Regions from separate parts of the Bombyx mori genome. Here region 1 is linked to region 2. The links are chromatin contacts, called in public Hi-C maps. All regions are on one chromosome and are shown on one strand. The core of a region is the stretch at or near the end of the contact, and the rest is flanking DNA. Distances in the headings are between cores, read along the strand shown. Region 1 overlaps LOC101746513 (serine/threonine-protein kinase Genghis Khan). Region 2 overlaps LOC101746374 (thioredoxin-related transmembrane protein 1).

Evidence for each region. A called contact is a pair of places that touch in the nucleus more often than the background predicts.
Region 1: a Hi-C map of middle silk gland shows a contact between it and region 2, with 2.3 times the contacts expected there. The contact joins two enhancer-like sites. A contact is called at or near these places in 4 of 7 Hi-C or Micro-C datasets (middle silk gland, midgut and whole pupa).

Annotation. Positions count from the first base shown.
Region 1 is chr24:2,954,335-2,959,832 of ASM3026992v2, forward strand. It overlaps LOC101746513 (serine/threonine-protein kinase Genghis Khan), which reads right to left. Exons shown (of 47, transcript XM_062675644.1): 22 at 4,523-4,636; 23 at 3,366-3,470; 24 at 2,904-3,006; 25 at 2,197-2,437; 26 at 1,502-1,620. Among protein-coding and RNA genes, the nearest start is that of LOC119630516, 9.0 kb to the right of the region's middle. Within about 2 kb of position 3,322, at least 1 of the 8 cell types and tissues checked has open chromatin away from gene starts, as enhancers often do.
Region 2 is chr24:2,913,317-2,918,369 of ASM3026992v2, forward strand. It overlaps LOC101746374 (thioredoxin-related transmembrane protein 1), which reads left to right. Exons shown (of 7, transcript XM_012688337.3): 7 at 1-1,739. LOC101746513 (serine/threonine-protein kinase Genghis Khan) reads right to left here. Exons shown (of 47, transcript XM_062675644.1): 47 at 3,093-5,053. Among protein-coding and RNA genes, the nearest start is that of LOC101746374, 13 kb to the left of the region's middle. Within about 2 kb of position 2,160, at least 1 of the 8 cell types and tissues checked has open chromatin away from gene starts, as enhancers often do.

The DNA.
Region 1 (5,498 bases), core at 2,072-4,571, 42 kb after region 2:
TGACATTTCATTTGAAAACATTAATTACAAAATCTCTAGCAGATTTCTTCGTGATTTCACTTTTTTTTTCTTTCTTTTATAATAGTCGCAATAAATTACAATAATTGAAAAATATAATTAAAAAAAACGATTAGATCTTTCGATTGATTCAAATTAATATTTAATAAAACTTCAATAAAAAAAAAAAGCGTACAACATATAAAAATAGCTATTCGAATCTTTGGCGTTTTTTTTTCATTTCTTTTTCAGACTAGAAAACCGTTACATAGACTAGACAGCGTTCCGACGAAATTAAAGACAGTGAAAGACGGAGAAAGAAGATATAAAAGGTAAAGATTTGACATAAAGAATAAAATATCGAACGACACACACAAAAAAAAAAAAGAATATCGTCATAATACATATTCCCTAATACAAGGGATAACAACCAATTTTTATATACAACAGTACAATTGAGATTTTAAATTGATTTAAGAAAAAAAAAATACTAGATTATTATCATATCGTTAATAATATCGGTCGTATCAATCGTATATCTGATGGTAAACCAAAATGGCCACGCCCCATATACATGACGTCACTCCCAAAAACAATGGTATGTACGGCCTCAGCCAAGTCCGAACTGAATGGGAAACGAAAAAAAAAAGACACAATGCAGGAACGTCAATCGAACAAAATAGAACGTTTTTCAAAAATAAATGCCACAGATAATACATTCACGTTTACAAAAGAAGCGCGGGCGGCGGTCGGATCGTTTCTCAAAATGGCCGCCGCCGCGAATTTCACAATCACAGTAATTCATATATTTTTTTAAGCCAATTCCATATCATAGATATACAGATTTTTTAATCCGTAAACATATATTTTTTATCAACATAGCCAATATACAAATAAGTTTAGAACCACAGATAAAATTTTATTTTGAATTGTTTTTTTTTTTAGAGTCCATAAACAAACGCCATTACACATTTCAGTTTTCGCATTTCGAACGTCGTTATTTTCGTTTTTTTCGACGCGGACGACGTTGGACTTTGTGTCGGGAGCCCAAGAATCCATTTTGACGTGATTTTTGTTTGTTTGTTTTGTTTTTTTTTTGTTTTGTCGTCGTTAACGTGACGATATAACGCAACGGTAACGCGTGTTTGGATGGGATTGTGCGGTAACATGTAAGGAAAACAAAAAGAAATGGTGCACTAAATATACATTATCCACTTACAGATACGTGTCAAATAAGCAAACGGTGTATTTTTATAATATAATAAAAACTTTTGGTGGTGCAAACATGAGATCCCGTCTGTGAGGTATAAGCTATTATGAAGACTTACTTGCTATGCCATATTGGTAACCTCGAATTTTAATAAAAAAGAAAAACTTTATAATATAAGCTAATGAGCCAAGATGAGACACGGGGCTGGAGTCAGCGTCGGTTGACCGCAGCGGCCGAGGGGGCCCAGCGGGGGGCTCGACGGGGGGCGTAGGGGGGACACGTGCGAGTACTCACAGGAGTTGCCAGCGGCGTGCGGGGCGTCGAGTCTGGCCTGGAGGTCCCGCGTGTGCTGCTCCTTACGCTTCAAATCGTGCGCCAGCGAGTCTAGGCGCTGACGGGTCTCCAGTAACTCCCTGTTGTGACAAACTTATTGTTAACGTCTGTTCTATAGCTGGTGAAATCGCGAATCCCGCCTCATCTAGATCTAAGATAGGTTTTAGTCGTCGTGGCCTAAAGGATAAGACGTCCGGTGCATTCGTGTTGAAGCGATGCACCAGTGTTCGAATCCCGCAGGCGGGTACCAATTTTTCTAATGAAATACGTACTCAACAAATATTCACGATTGACTTCCACGGTGACGGAATAACATCGTGTAAAAAAAATCAAACCCACAAAATTATAATTGCGTAGGACATCTTGTGAGTCCGCACGGGTGGGTACCACCATCCTGCCTATTTGTGCCGTGAAGCAGTAATGCGTTTCCGTTTGAAGAGTGGGACAGCCGTTGTCCCGTCCGGCCGTCTGGTGAAGCGCACCACCACCCGAAGTGATGACCACGACCACTCTGCCAAGAGTGCATATGACTGAGACGAAGAATGGGCTCCAGTTACCACTTAATACCAGATGAGCTGTGAGCTCGTCCAGCCATCTAAGCAATAAATAAAAAAAGTCCCGCCTCATCTTGATCTAGAATAGGTTTACAGGTTTACCTCTGGCTGGCTAGTAACTCCGCCCGGGTTCGACTGAGCTCTTCACTGACGACCTGCTTGGCTTGTATCTCAGAGTGCAATGAGGACTGCAGCGTGAGTATCTCCATCTTGTCGAGTTTCTGCGAGCGGCGGTTCCTCCAGCCGCCCCCTGCTTGGGATCCCACGGGGCCCCCCCCCGGCACCCCCACGGGCCCCCCCACGGCGGGGGACGGGGGGCCGGGCGACGAACGGGATACACTCGCTGCGGTAACAAATCTCGTTAGGTTATCTAAACGCAACAACTGTTTCAACGCTGATCGAAATTCGCGTGACTTGAACGATTGGGTTACATTACAGCATCACAGTTCAAAACATTCCAATGACGTATTGAAATCTTCCTTGTAGATCTTTCGTCTTAACTTAAAACGAAGTCTCTAACTTAGAAATGATCCGGTCACTCGTCGAACCCAGCGCTTACGACCAAGGACTCGACGAGCGAATTAACCAACACAGACACAGCCCACTGAGTTTCTCGCCGGGTCTTCTCGGTGGGTCGCGTTTCCGATCCGGTGGTAGATTCTGCGAAGCACGGCTCTTGCCAGGGCCAGTGTTAGCAACACTCCGGTTTGAGCCTCGCGAGCTCACCTACACGTTAGGGCGAAGCTGAAATGGCCTCTCAGGGCTGTCAGCATAGGTAGAGAAAAATAAAATCATTTCTTTTAACTCACCGTGCTTGAGGAAGTCTAGTTCTTCGGTCATTTTAGTGGCGAGCGCCTGGAGGTACCCCCGGGCCTCCTTCTCGTCGGCCACCCACCGGATGATGTCCGCTATCTGGGGGACACAAGACCGGGACACATGAAACGACATCAACACATGTTTTTATAGCTGGTAGAACAGCCTTAGGATTGTCGATAAGAAAAAAAATTGAAAACAGTTTATCGATAAAAAAAAAAGACGAATTTTTAAGACGTGAAACGAATTTAAGCCTTGAGCGTTGTGAATATGGTTCAATTTCGAACAGCGGAGATTCTAATTACATAGTTGGACCAACAAGGGGTGTCACGAATGCTCCCAGACAGAATCGTACATTTGTCTCGAAGCAGTCTTGCGGCCCGACTTGAATGGAACATCGGCTACACAACACAATTGAATATCGGACCTCAATTAGCCCCCGTGAGCAGTGAGGGTACCTGTGTCTCCCAGTGCTGCATGGTGTCCCTCTTGGCCCGCAGCTCGTCCAGCTCCAGCTCCATCTGGCGACGCTCCGCCTGCCAGCGCCGACCGTTCTCCGCCATCTGAAATGGAGTTAAGAGATCTGAACTAGGAATTTATATTATTTACTAATAGTCGCCCGGTAATCGAAATTCGACTATAATTAATTGAAATTAAAAGTTTGTACACTATTACGATCCTATTTTCAAAGACTATTATACTTCTATAATCACAAATTTAGCCAATACTATACACTATAGAAAAATATTAATAATAAAGACAATAATATTTAATGTATTCTCAATTTGACCACAGACTTTAACCCATAACAAAAGTTTGACAATGGACAATAAACAAAGAGTATATATGTGTGTGTTGTGTCAAATACATGGTAGTGTGTGTAATGTTTTTTTTATTGATTTAATGTATTTTTAGGCGTAATTTAAAAAAATATTAACATTCTGCACTCCTTCTTTATATTTCTCTATAAGTGTGGGAAATTTTATACTCTTCCGTCCGCGCAATTTTCGTAAAAAGGGATACAACGTTTTTGCTTCACCTATTAATAGATAGTGAGTATGAGTTATTGGTGGTAGGACCTCTTGTGAGTCCGCGCGGGTAGGTACCACCACCCTGCTTATTTCTGCCGTGAAGCAGTAATGCGTTCCGGTTTGAAGGGTGGGGCAGCCGTTGTAACTATACTGAGACCTTAGAACTTATATCTGAAGGTGGGTGGCGCATTTACATTGTAGACGTCTATGGGCTTCGGTAACCACTTAACACCAGGTGGGCTGTGAGCTCGTCCATCCATATAAGCAATAAAAAAAATCGGACCAGACACGTTCCACGTTGCTATCCACAAGGCCGAGGATAGGCAGGAGAGGCGCAGCATAATCCAGGAGAAAGTTGTTTGAAGGGGCCACGATCCTCAGCATTGAGGATTATCGTCGCATGGAGGAGGAAGATATGAGTTCGCCTTGTAACAAACTTCAGACAAAGCTAACGCGTGTCGGAACACCAACCGACGTTCATTTTAACAAACTCTACCTTCGGATCTTAAAAAAAGCCACTACATATCTGAAGATCTGAAGGAATATTCTCTGCAAAGTACAAGGGCCAGCGGGTCGCGACTTACTGCGTCCAGGTCCTTGGCCAGCTTCCTGTTCTCGTTGATCAGCATCTGCCTGTCCTCGGAGTCGCTCAGCTGCTCCATACGACGATTCTCCAACTTCTCCTTCGAGGTCTGCAGCTGGAGATTTGTAACAAACTCGATTTTTACCCTCGACTCAAATCATACTGTATTGCATCATGTTATACATTTATCTTTGGCTTATATGAAAAATCCTAACAACTTGGAAAATCTAATAGTTGTAGGTCATATGGAAGGGGGGAAAAGTCGAGGAAGATCGCCAACCAGGTGGACGGACATTGTCAAGGAGGCCACAAACACCAGCGTCCCGGGCGCCATTAAGCAGGCCGAATGCAGGCAGCATTGGAGGAAGCTGGTGCAAAAACTGGACCAAGGGGGTCACGACCCTCAGTAATGAGGAAACGACGAAGTATTTGAATGTGTACGCTAAAATATTTATATTCATTATATTTAAGGTAATCTTTTCTTCCTAACTATTTGCTGATATGTATTCTAGGCTATTCCAGTTACACCCTGACCGCTAGATAAGCTTACGGGCTCAACCTGACGACATTGCTAACACTGGCCCTAGCAAGAGCAGTGCTTCGCAGGATCTACCGCGGATCGGAAACGCGACCCACTGAGAAGATCCGGCGAGAAACTCAGTGGGCTGTGTCTGTAGACTAGTTCGAAAGTTCGACGAGGGCGACCCGTGCTTGAAGAACCTAAAAGCGCCGGGGGATCTCATAAGTTTAGGGCAGGGGTTCCCAAACTTATTTTGTCTATTGCCCACTTTGAGAATAAATTATATTTTAGCGCCCTCGTTTTTTCACCTATTAAAAAATCACTATAGCGAGAGCTCGGTCGGTGTCTAAGAGTCCTCCTAGATTAAATTACAAATCGCCTTCCAAGCCTCTACACAACACCCCTATTTGGGTCTCTAACCGCTCCCCTTTATGCCTGCACTTTGGGAAAGGCTGGT
Region 2 (5,053 bases), core at 910-3,409:
AATTAAAAAAATAATTGTAGGTTGGTTATCGTTAAAAAAATAATATTTAATGAGAATTTAATTTGACATACGCGTCTGTTGTGTTTTGGGGAAGAGCTAAATTTTTTAATTGGAAATAAATGAGTTGTGATTAATTAAACATTCTTTAAAAACAAACTTGTGTTTGTTCATTTTATACACAATAAAAGGGGTCAACCGACTATGACATTGCCGTTGGCATGTTTGTTTTGCCTTAACACTGCATTTAATTTTGTCTCGCGCACCGTGTGTTGTGTGTTATATTAGACTTGTATGTAAATGATATTGTTTTAAAATTGAGATTTTTAATTATTAAAAAAATATAAAATTTTCTTGTATCCTTTGTTTTATTTGAGTCGTCTATTATCAAAGGTGGCAATCTGTGTATTTGGACAAAAAAATGTTATTGATATGTCAATACAGATTGATTTGAATATAATCGTCTCCTTCAAAGAATACGGTTCAAAACCTGCATTAAATAAAGGTTAATACTTAACCTGTTATTTATCTAAGATGTCGTTCAGAAGAGTTTTGTGACTGCCAATGGAATACAAAGTCAATAATTCGTTTTTCTGATTTACCAATAATTGTCCAAAAGTCACATTGCCGACTTTGATAATAGTCTACTCATTTGTAATAAATAGTAATTGTATATTATTATGTTTATTATGATGAAATTTTAAATCACAGTTCGGTTTATACAGTAAGACTTTAATATTAATACAAGAAATCAAAATTTGTATCTTCTCATCTATTCTTACTAATACTCTCTAAAGATTAATGCTGTTGACTACTTAAAGAATAAATGATTTTCTCTGTTTAACCAAATCAAAACCTATATAATAATTCACTAGATCGCGTTATCTGATGTGTTCACAAATTGCATTCCTGTTACTATTGTATCGCCATGTTTTAGTTTATTCGCTGAGTGAACTTTAGGTGTTGTAACACTGAGACATGCGGACTATATAGAAATTAAATTATAGCAATAGTTGTATTCGTTATAATCTTGCATTTACTTACAATAATTTTTTATATAATTTCTTCACGATTTAATGCTTTTGTGGGTATTGTGTGATTGAGTAATTTCGATAAGTAAATAGAGGGATTGTATTTGTTTATAAAAAAAATATAGTTATCTTTGAAGACGGCTTACGGACGATAGTTTTACGTGACGTCATCAGCAGAACTATTCAATCTACTAGCTCTGACGTCACGCGAGAACAGAGATAAATGTGTCACAAGCCGACGCTTGGGCTGATCGTGCCTCTCGCTTGCACGCTCAGACTCAGGCGGAACGTGACACTTTTTCGTGCGTGCAGCCGATGTTCGATTTTTTTTCTCAATATTTGAAAATATAAGTATATATATATATATATATGTAACTGTTACGAATTTGGAAGTCTGAAGGAAGGCAACACGAAAAAACGGAATATTTCATTAATCATATTATTATGATCTTGTAACTCTGATTCATTTCAGATTCATTTCACATTATCTAAATGACAGTTTTATATCTTCGAATATTGTTCGATACTTCATGTACATATTTCTAAGTTCAGGCCATATTTTTCACGGATTTCGGACGATTTCTGAAATATTTTGTTTTTGGTGTTGTTATGGGAAGCGGCCGAGGGGTGGCGTGTTCGCAAAGACTTAAATATTAATATAGTGTTGCGTTTATATTCCTATTGTGACTCGCTGAATAAATAGTATTTGTATGATTGTGTTTTATTTAATACACCAAAGTGTGTTTGAGATGTTTGCATGTAAATGAAAAGATCAGGGTAGTAAATCTATACTAATATATAAATCTACAGTGGTTTTTACGGATGTTCCGTTACAACTACTGAACCGTGCATCCGATTGACTTGGAACTTGGTATCCATGTAGAAAATACATGTACTTAATGGATAGGCTAATGTTTACATGAGTCTTAGACTCCCTACATCAGTTGCGGGTGAGAAATAATAATGATAATTTTAAATGCCCAGCGAAGCGGATGGGTACAGCTAGTTCTTTATATAAATAGAGAATTAATTTCCTTTGAGACCTTGACTGAATACAACTGGACAATCTAGTGTTAAACTATTGTTTCTAAAGCAAAAACAGCTGATAAGAATATTGTTCATTCATAAATCCGCTACCCTACATGAAAGGTAAACGGTTGTCTCCTAGATCAGTGATGGGCAACCCATGGCCCAAGCGCTCCACGAGGATCTTTGACTCCTCGGCTGCGACTCTTCCGCAAAGTGTTCAGTTCAGGCACGGAATATTGCTTATTATCTAGCTTTGTGATAGAAGAGTTAACTTATTGAAGTGAAACTTCTTTAGAATCGTGATTTCAAACTCGATGAAACGAAAAAATAAGTCCATAGAGACACAAACACATAAGTGTATAGGATTCAGCCGGCGAGAGAATGAGATAGAACACATTAAACGTTCTCGGTCTCCTCTTTGTGCGACTCTTCGTAGCATCCCCACTATCGTCTACTAAACATTGTCCATATGTATGCTCCTGTGTACTGGGATAGTGAGTATATGTATATCTTATTTATAAGTTTCACCTCTACCGTGTGTGACTTGCACACACATACACACACTTTTTTATTTTAAACAAGGCTATAAAAATATATTTTAGAAAAAATTGCTCTGAATAAATTTCAATGATGTTTTTAAGTATGTTTGACTCTTTTCGTTGACAAGGTTGTCAACCATTGACCCCGCCCAATTTTAATGTTATATTGGGTGTATTAAAAAAAAAAAAAACTTTTATAATTATAAATAAATAAATAAATATTTACTAACAATCACGCCACGTTAACTGGTCCCGTGATAAGTTCGTAAAGAACTTGTGTTACAGGAACCAGATAACGGAAATAAATGTAAGATTTTTATTATACACATACATATATTTAATATACATCCATAACCCTGGAAAAGACATTTATATTTATCATACAAATATCTTCCCTTGGCGGGATTCGAACCCGCGACCCCCTTGTGTAGTGACTATGTCACTTACCACTACACCAGACGGCCGTTAATAATAATCATAAAAAAGAAAACAGACAGTCCTTCAAATGTTTCTTTATTTAGAGAATATATTTACATAATAATTAAGTATCGCGATATTTTCACATGATAATCTGATTAAAAGTATACAATAATTTAAGATTTACATTTCAAACAATACGATTATTATATCTTTATTATAAGGAAGATCATTGTTTATAGCGGTGTTATCGATAAATAGCTATGCATTATAATATATTTTCACTAACTTTAGTAGAAGCGGTATTCGTCATTTTAACTAAAACAGATTACCTCAAAACGCAATCAGCTTGCAATAATTGGAATCTGTAGTTCGATAATCTTAAAACAACATCAATTAACTTTAATATCAAACATGTTACTTTTCTTTATTATATAAAAACTTCAGAGGTGTCAAGGGACACCCGGATGGAACGAAGTTCCTTTCGATTAATTAATGAAGGAATTGTATTATTTTTTTTAAGTTATAATAATAAATTACGGCATCATGAAGAAGAAAAAAACAATACTATGAACTAAATTACTATTGTTGAAACGCTATCTCGAGAAACTGTACTCATTACGCGGACCAATCGGATACGAGCAATGTCACGCGATAAGCGCCTACACGTTGATTGGTCAGAATGACGGATCTAAAAAGTGTCGTGACAACTTTTCGTAAGAATTTTTTCCGTCTAGCCCCTTTTCACAACGCGCGATAAGGAACTTCGTTCCAATAATATGAAATCAAAATAAATTATTCGTATTGGTATATTTCTAAATAAAATAGTGCAAGTCATCAGATCCTATAGGATGTATCCGACATCATAGTTTATGAATGTTCCTTTATAAATATTATACAGGGTGTTCAATATCTATAGATACAGGGTGTATACTTTTATAAAGGATAAGGTCTCAAACACCACGGAACAGAATATAATGATAAAAAAAAATGAGTTAAAATTTTAAATAAGGCTTAGTAAATACATATATATATATTTTACTAATTGTTTTGACTTATTATTTATTTATTAAGAAAACGCATTGCCGTTTTTAAGCGATGCAAAGCAGTGATACAAATAAATAACAGAGTTACTAGCGACGTGAGCTTGGAAGCACATTTTCGATAAGACGGACAAAGGCTTTCGATATTCAACAAGTAATTATTACAGACAACACCTACTAAACCGTTTGTAAGAATAATTGACATCAGAGAAATAAAATCGTGTCTCAAATCAAATATCTCTATATATTACTAGCTGACCCGGCAAACATTGTTTTGCCATATATAAGATTTCTAGGAAATTTCTAGTGTAGAAAAAAAAACTAACTTATTGTAAGTGTGTAAGGATGTGGTAAATGAGTGAAAGAGGTATGTAGTGCTGTGAACGATGAGGGAATATATAATAAAAATAACAAAACCTCATTCAACCACATAATACCTCATTATAACAAAAAAAAATGTCCAAATAAAAAAAAATGTTAGGGGTGGACAACCCTAATCACTTAGGGGTATGAAAAATAGATAGTAGCCGATTCTCAGGCTTACTGAATATGCATAAAAAATTTCATGAGAATCGGTCAAGCGGTTTCGGAGGAGTATGGGAACGAACATTGTGACACGAGAATTTTATATATTAGATTAAGTGAAGCAAAAACTTTTTACACCTTTTTACGAAAATTGCGTAGACGCAATATCATATAATTTCCCACGCTTTTAGTGAATATAGAGAATGAGAAGGAGTACAGAATGATAATATTTTTGTTTATTACGCATCAAACATACATTAAATAAATAAATAAATAAAACATTACACAACCTACCATGTATTTGACACACACACACGCATATATACTCTTTATTTATTGTCATTTATTTATTTATGTTATTTAAAGTCTGTGGTCAAATTGAGCATAGATTAATATTGTTTGTCTTTAATATTATTTGTCTGTGGTGTAGTCTTGGTGAAATATGTGATTAAAAGAAATAATAATAGTGTTT